2 separate regions of the Danio rerio genome follow, and region 2 is linked to region 1. Evidence: chromatin contacts called from public HiChIP or PLAC-seq data. All regions are on one chromosome and are shown on one strand. Each heading gives the region's core, a stretch centred on a gene start, on an enhancer-like site or on the middle of the called end of the contact. The rest is flanking DNA. Distances are from core to core; before and after follow the strand shown.

Evidence for each region. HiChIP or PLAC-seq counts read pairs in DNA pulled down with a chosen protein or histone mark.
Region 2: a contact with region 1 is called in an H3K4me3 HiChIP or PLAC-seq map of gastrula embryo, with 2.5 times the contacts expected there. The contact joins the promoter of LOC100006839 here to the promoter of myo3a in region 1. A contact is called at or near these places in 2 of 4 datasets of contacts at active chromatin or transcription factors (embryo and gastrula embryo).

The regions. Positions count from the first base shown.
Region 1 is chr24:6,450,132-6,454,329 of GRCz12tu, reverse strand. It overlaps myo3a (myosin IIIA), which reads left to right and starts at 1,938. Exons shown (of 38, transcript NM_205579.2): 1 at 1,938-2,022; 2 at 3,826-4,009. The coding sequence starts at 3,842. The region is part of intron 7 of gpr158a (G protein-coupled receptor 158a); the gene reads left to right.
Region 2 is chr24:6,538,144-6,542,341 of GRCz12tu, reverse strand. LOC100006839 (tripartite motif-containing protein 16) reads right to left here and starts at 2,464. Exons shown (of 7, transcript XM_073941403.1): 1 at 2,329-2,464. The coding sequence starts at 2,464. All of the region lies in intron 7 of gpr158a (G protein-coupled receptor 158a), which reads left to right. It overlaps zgc:174877, which reads left to right and starts at 2,450. Exons shown (of 5, transcript NM_001430955.1): 1 at 2,450-3,640. The coding sequence starts at 2,601.

The sequences.
Region 1 (4,198 bases), core at 689-3,188:
AATCTTCGAGGTTGGTTTAGGGGTGAGTTTTGGTGCACACCACCCCTTAAAGATTGTCTGTTTTCATATAAAGGAAAATATAAGAATTTGTACAAATTAGTCACTTTTCTGACAATATGTAAAATAGTTGCGTTTCTTTGTGAGATCAGGCTGGTAGTTCCAGTGTTTATACTTCATTAGTTACATGTTCAACTGTCTTTAATGCGGATTGGACAAATGGGCTGGTCAGACTATTTTTATAGCTGCTGATCTACTGGTATTATCACACACAACCATCTATAGAGTTAGTTATAATCTAGAACATGATAATGAGTTCAGTATACTTAAATGCCTTCCATAGTCAATGGATGTTGATCCAGTTGAGCATGTTTGGGAAGGTTGGTGGCAGAGGATGTTTACATCATGAATGGGCAGTTAAATAATCTGCCTGAACTGTTTGATGCCATCTTATCCGTATGGACCAGCATCTCTGATGAAAGTCTTGTTGAATTTATGAGTCTATACAACCTTAACTTTGCTTCACCTAGCTCTTTGTTGTTTGTCAATGCAAAACTCATGCCAAAATATGAAGGGGTCTTTGAGGTCTTCGAGGTTCCCCAAGTGTTATGAGGTGGCTGATAGGGTGTTCTGTGGTGGTTGCGTACTGACCCAAATTACGAGCCCATTATCATTAATGCCTCAAACCGTGTATGAGCAGCAACAGTGAAGCTTGCCTCACTAAAAAATGCATACGCTAATGCAGCTCATAAGCTCTAAGTACCTCACGTAGGGGAGATCGGCTTACACACTCACACCCAATGTCTTGTAATTTGTGAGTGTGGAGGTGGGCTTTAGCCTTATCTTCCGTTTTCCCCGGTGTCTCTGTGTCATGGAGTTTTGTAACATATAGAAGCTCAATTCATTATTGAACATGTCTGGAGGTTCTTTGGGGAGTTTGCATTGAGCTGTGCATGTGCTCAGTTACAGGCTGTGTGGCCTCTGTTTAGAAGGCTAATCACCTGGCATTTGTAATGACAGATAATGCCCTATCATGCTCAAATGACGCTTTATAACAGAATTAGTGGTTTTCCCCAACATATATGTGCAATGTTGAACCAAGATCAGGCATGCCAACATGTTCCCTTTTGTTACACAGTGTATCTTGACACATAAGGGGCATTTTGCACCAGGTGATTATAAGATCTCCTTCATAGGCGGTCCCTAATAAATAAATATTCCTTTAAAGCAATTGTCCTGTCCACAACTGGAGTGTGAAGTGCCTGGCAACCTTTTAAAGATTAGCTTCATCCATAATCAAACATGGCTTTCATTTTCAAGCACTGCCCAGCCAAAACCAGCTATGTCCAGCTTAAACAAGGCTGGTCAAGCTGGTTTTAGCTGGATTTAGCTAGTCTTTTTCCAACCTGTCCAGCAAAGACCATGGTGGAAATAGCTGGAAACCAGCCTGGAAATGGCCAAAACCCTCTAAAGCCAGCCTGGTCAACCAGCTAAAACCAGCCAACCAGCCTAGGCTGGTTTAAGCTGAATTTTTCACCAGGGAAATCTTTCAACATACCTAGTTTATTCTAAAGAAAACAGAATTTGTACTTGTTTTTGTACTTGTACTTTGTTTAGTGATTTCAATCAAACCTGATGGGTTTCATACAGAACTTAAGAGCATTCTTTGGTGAAACCCCCAAACAAATTGATAAAGATGCTTCTTAAGGTACTCTGTCTGGTTACTTTCTTTGGGTTGGAGAGGTAGTCCCCCAGGAGTTATATTCTTAGTAGTCCTAACTAACTTTGGCGTCTATATCAATGAAGATCTAAATAAGGAAAGGCTCATGGCGTAGTCAACTAATTCCTCTTAATCCCAACATATCTTCTGCTGCTTAGCATTGTTTCTGGTGCCAGGCATGGCTTGTTGAGATTAGCTTTAGCTGTGGTTAACTCCTCCACAAGTGTTCACACGCCACGACTGCCTCAACGGAGTCAATATGGACTTATTCAACAAAATGTTCAGCAATTATTTGAGGAAAGAGTGTAAGTGACATGTTGAACTTGAGGTTTTATCTTTAAAATTGGTTTAATTGGAGTAAAGAAATAGCTGGTTAAACTTTCACCCGGAAGGGTCACAAATGTTGAGTCTGTTAGACAGACAGCTTAATAAGATCAGCGATTACTACTAACAGTAGTTACAGAACGTCAAGTTTCTTAATTGTTGTTTGGACTTTGTGTGCTGTTTTTGCTACTTTTGAAATTTATTTTCCAACACATGTATGACTAATTCTACTTGCATGGTTTAGATTAAGAGTAGGTTACAATAAGTCACAGTGAAAACAGCCTTTAATGCAAAAATACATTGTTTTAGCATGTCTTTGCAGATAATTCTTAAAAATAGTGGACAATAAACCAGTCATTTGTGAAACGGGATAGTTTTGACCAGAAATGTCTTTCAAATTTGATTTAAATTGTTAAAATTGTTTTATGGCTGGCAGCACAGTGGCTTAGTAGTTAGCATTGTCACCTTACAGAAAGAAGGTCCCTGGTTTGAGTCCCAGCTGTGCCAGCTGCATTTCTATGCAGACTCTACATGTTTTTCCCATGTTAGTGTGGGTGCTGTCTAAAGACACGGGTATAAGTGAATTGAGTAAACAAAATATTGTCTGTAGTGTATGAGTGTGTGTGTGCGTGAATGTGAGTGTGTATGGGTGTTTCCCAGTACTTGGCTTGAAGGGTGTCCGCTGCGTAAAACATATTCCGGAATAGTTGGCGGTTGTTTTTGCTGTGGCGACCCCTGAAAAATAAGGGATTAAGCTGAAGGACAATGAATAAATGAATTCATGTTTTATTATTATTGGGTGATGACTCAGTGGTTAACACTGTTGCTTCACAGCAAGAAGGTCACTGGTTCAATTTTTCTGTGTGGAAATTGCATGTTCTCCCCGTGTTTGTGTGGGTTTCCTCTGGGTGTTTCTGTTTCCCCGACAGTCCAAGTCATGTGGTATAGGTGAATTAGATACACTTAACTGCCCGTAGTGTGTGACTGGGAGAGTATGTGGGTGTTTTCCAGCACTGAGGGTTGTACTCTTAGAGCTGGGTTGGAGCAAGAAGCTAGTAAAACATGCTAGAGTAAATAAGGGTTCATTCTGCTTGGGCAACCCCTTATAGAGCAGGGAACAAGCCAAAAATTGAGTGTTTTATTTTTTCTGTTTTCTATTCTTATTGTAGTCTGTACTGCAAGTTAAAATATTGAATGTGTTCAAATTTATTTTTCCATTCCACATTCTTAAAAATAAAGTCAGAATAACTCATTTTCGTTTTACACAGAACTTTTTAGTGAACAGTTTTTAAAAGAATAATCTTTATTAGTTTAAAGATCGCTTGAATAATCTAAAGACACTTTTGCACTATAATGAATTTCATGGAAATAATAGTTTCCATAGACATTTTAGCCTAAAGTCATCCATTCCCAGTTTTACACAACAGCCAAAAGAGGGATACACTAAGTCAGGAATTAAAAAGTTTGATTTTGACAAGTAGGTCATGTTACTACTCTTTCTATATGGATCTTTGGTAATCCGCAACATGGCTGTCAAGCAAATATAGCCCTAGTTGTGCTAAGACTAACTTTAAAGTGCATACCGTTGTGTATTTTTCATGCAAAGGTTCTTTTACTCGTCACATAGTGATTGCACAGCTTTTCTTAATCACATTTTACACCTGTGCAGATTTGATATCAACAGATTTTATCAACTATAAGTCAAATGGAAAAACAGCAAGCATACTGTCTTTAACTGCAAAGAACATCTGTCTCAAGACGCAATATGTGCTCTTTCTCCTCAGGAGATCACTCGGGAAGATGTTTCCTCGCTCAGGGAAATCCATCATCTTTGACAGCTTCCCAGATCCGTCTGACACCTGGGAGATCATTGAGACTATTGGCAAAGGGACTTATGGGAAAGTTTACAAAGTGCATAATAAGGTCGATGGCAGCAAAGCCGCAGTCAAAATACTGGATCCAATCCATGTGAGTACAGATCTAACCTATATGTAGTGCATGTGTCAGGCTACAATAAACAAAGACAACAAACATAGACTTGTTTTAGCAAACACTGAGTCATAAACTCAGTCATATTTGCAGAGAACACTGAGGTTAAGGACAGGGTCATGGTTGGCCCTTCAGGTTCAGTCAATGTGCATCTGTATTCATGTATTT
Region 2 (4,198 bases), core at 1,215-3,714, 87 kb before region 1:
TGCAGACCCACAGGCCAGATATTTTCCAAATAGTAGTAATAATAACAATAACAACAATATTAATAATTATAAAATACAACTACTAATAATAATAATACTGCTATTAATTATTATATTAATAACTATAATAATAATAATAATAATAATAATAATAATAATAATAATAATAATTAAAAGGCTACATAAATAAAAAGCAAAAAATAAGTCGTGATCACGACATAACAACTTCTGTTATGTCGAGATCACGACTTAATTATCTCGTGATCTCGACATAACGAAAAGTTGTTATGTCGTGATAACGACTTAGTTTTCTCTTGATCTCGCCTTAACAAAAACGCTCGCGTGCTCATGAGATTCATTATTATATTCATGTATATGATTATATATCTTTATTAACAACAATATTCTCTCAACTTTTGCCATTTTAAAGCAACTCTATGGCGTAATTTTAAAGTAGCCTTTTTGTAACTAACTTGCAGGAACGAAGCAAATACGATCTTCATCTTTCTTTAATATACAGCATTTTGTGCCATGAAGAGTTGCTTTAAACTGGTAACAGTTAAGGGAATATTATTGTAAATAATGATATATAAAGATATACATGAAAATATTAACAAATTAACATTAACAAATGAGCTCGAGCGTTTGCGTTCATATTATTATGGCTGTTCTGAATGTCTTTAATGTGTTGCACATATGGCTATTCAATCCCTGTTCGCAGGGCTGGTGCAGACCCACAGGCTAGATATTGGCCATTGTTGTTGTTATTACTGTTATTAGTATTAATAACAACAACAACAACAACAACATTAATATTAATAAAATTACTACTACTACCACTACTACTACTACTAATAATATTATTAACAACTATAATAATAATAATTAATAGGCTACATAAATAAAAAGCACAAAATAAAAAAAATAAAAAATAAAAATAAGTCGTGATCACGACATAACAACTTTTTTGTTATATCGTGATCACGACTTAATTATCTCGTGATCTCGACATAACGAAAAGTTGTTATGTCGTGATCACGACTTAATTATCTCTTGATCTCGCCATAACAAAATCGCTCGCGTGCTCATGATTATTGTAGCCTGCATTCATTATTATATTATATATCTTTATTTACAACAATATTTCCTTAACTTTTGCAGTTTTAAAGCAACTCTTTATGGCGCAATTTTAAAGTAATTGTAAATAACTTGCAGAAAGGAAGCAAATAAGCAGGATCTTCATCTTTCTTCATAATTTATTATGCAGCATTTTGCACCATATGTTGCTTTAAAATGGTAACAGTTGCCGGAATATTATTGCAAATAATGATATATAAAGATATACAAATTAATAACGAATGAACATTAACAATGTGCTTGAGCCATCTTTATATTGCTGTTCTGAACGTCTTTAATGTGTTGCACACATATTCACTCCCTGTTCGCAGGGCCGGTGTAGACCCACAGGCCAGATATTTTCCAAATAGTAGTAATAATAACAATACCAACAATATTAATAATTATAAAATTACTACTACTACTTATAATAATACTATTAATAATTATATTAATAACTATAATAATAATAATAATAATAATAATAATAATAATAATTAACAGGCTACATAAATAAAAAGTAAAAAAATAAGTCGTGATCACGACATAACAACTTTTGTTATGTCGAGATCACGACTTAATTATCCCGTGATCTCGACATAACAACTTTTCGTTATGTCGTGATCACGACTTAAATATCTCGTGATCTCGACAAAACAAAAGTTGTTATGTCGTGATCACGACTTAGATATCTCGTGATCACGACTTAATTATCTCGTGATCTCGACATAACGAAAAGTTGTTATGTCGTGATCACGACTTAATTTTGATCTTGACATAACGAAAACGCTCGCGTGCTCATGATTAATGTAGATTCATTATTATATTCATGTATATGATTATAAATCTTTATTAACAACAATATTCCCTTAACGTTTGCCATTTTAAAGCAACTCTATATGGCGCAAAGTTGTAAATAACTTGCCGAAAGGAAGCAAAGCATCTTCATCATTCTTCATAATTTATAAATGCAGCATTTTGCGCCATAAAGAGCTTTAAAATGCCAACAGTTGAATGAATAGTATATTGTAAATAATGATATAGCCTACCATTTACATGATGAAGAATGTACATTAAGCACGAGCGTTTTTGATCATATTCGAGAAAAAAATTCTTACTGCAAGGCCTCAGGACTTCAGTAGCATTTGATGTGCTTAACGTTTATTTAAAATCACATGTGTATATTAAATTGTACATAGACATGTTTACCACCTGTATTCTCTCGGCTGAAAGCATAGCCTGGGACAAGATTACTTATTATCACAGTAAACGGCAGGTGGCGGTATATTTCTGCGGCTCTCCATCCTCCACCATCTCCAAGAAGAAGAACAACAAAGAAAGAGAACATTAACGTTACTAGCAATATGCACAGGTTAGCTAGTCGCTTTATAATAAGTGTTCATTTCAGATTTTACAGACATGGAAATAATCATTTGGCATCCGTGAAATAAGGAGAAAGAGCACCTCCTCCGGTCATTATTCCCATGAACAGCATGTTTGATTTAAAGTGTGAGAGCTCTTCAGGTGAAGAGGAGGAAGAGACGGAGGCAGGAGACCCCGCTTTAACAGCACAGATATCCAGATGTGCAAACGTATCATCAGCGGATTTGGACTTATTGGAACACACCCGGAACGAGTCTAGTACTGTAAAGCAAACCATATGGGCTGTTAACTGTTTTAAAGCCTGGCTGCGGGAAAAGCAGCTGACCATAGACTTTAAAACGGCCGATAAATCGGAGGTAAACACAATCCTCCGCGAGTTTTATGGATCTATTCGGACCAGCAAAGGAGAGCTGTACGGGATCAGCAGCTACGTCGGTCTCCGGGCTGGACTCAACCGGTACGTTAACGACCCTCCGGTCAACCGTGCGTGGAATCTGATGCAGGACGCTGAGTTCAGGTCTGCTAACAATGTTTTCAAAGGCGTGGTCAAGCAGATCCGTCGCTCCGGTAGGGATATAACAACACACTACCCACCAATTACCCCTGAAGACCAACACATCCTCAAACATTCAACTGCACTGGACCCTGGGAACCCAAAGGGCTTGTTGTATAAGGTGTGGTATGACATCCAGTTGCATTTTGGGCTCAGGGGTAAGGAGGGCAACCGACACCTGCAGCCAGACACATTTGCTCTGAACCTGGACCAAAACGGATTTAAATACTTCACCATGGCACTACACGAGGAACCGAAGAACATGCCGGAGAAGGATAAGAAGAAGCGGAAGGCTATGTTTGAAGAGCCGGGGAATCCGCTGTGTCCTGTTGCGTCTCTGGAGAAATACCTGAGGAAAATCCCAGCCGACGCTAAAGCTCTCTATCTGCAGCCCAAAAGGAGCTATTTCCTCAGTGATGAGATCTGGTATACTGGACTCCCACTGGGAGTCAATCATTTGTCCCAAATGCTGCCCAAAATATGCAAAGAGGCAGGCACGAGAACGATATACACTAACCACAGTCTGAGGATAACAGCGATTCAGAGACTGAACGAACCGAGGGAGATCATGGCAGTTTGTTTACAAAGGTACTGGTAATAATAGTGGCTTTGCTTGTAAACAGAGGACTTTGCACTGGGTTTGTAAAGCCAAATCATGTTAAACAACTCTTTTATTTCACATTCAAATGAATGATTCATCTAGAAAGGAAAACTGTCATCTTGCTTTTTATCTTGTATTTTGTGAAACACAATCCATATACGTTCTGAATGCCAAAAACTAGATTTGTTCAAGCAACAATCAAAATATTCTTCAAAATAGCTTTTTGCATTCCACATAATACAGTCATGCAGTAAACAATGACACAATTTTCATTTTGGAGACATTTATTACTTAGTTATAACTATATAAATAGGAAAGTTTGCTTAAATATGTATATTTTTCATTATTTAATTATCCTTAATTTATTCCATACCTGAACGGCTTACTTTCTTCTGTCAGGGTTCATACGGTCATGGAAAACCTGAAAAAATCATGGAATTTTGACATGGCATTTTCCAGGCCTGAAAAAGTTTTGGAAAAACTGAAAAACCCACAAAGTTTTGGAAAAGTCATGGAAATTAATTGAACATATATCTGTATACTTG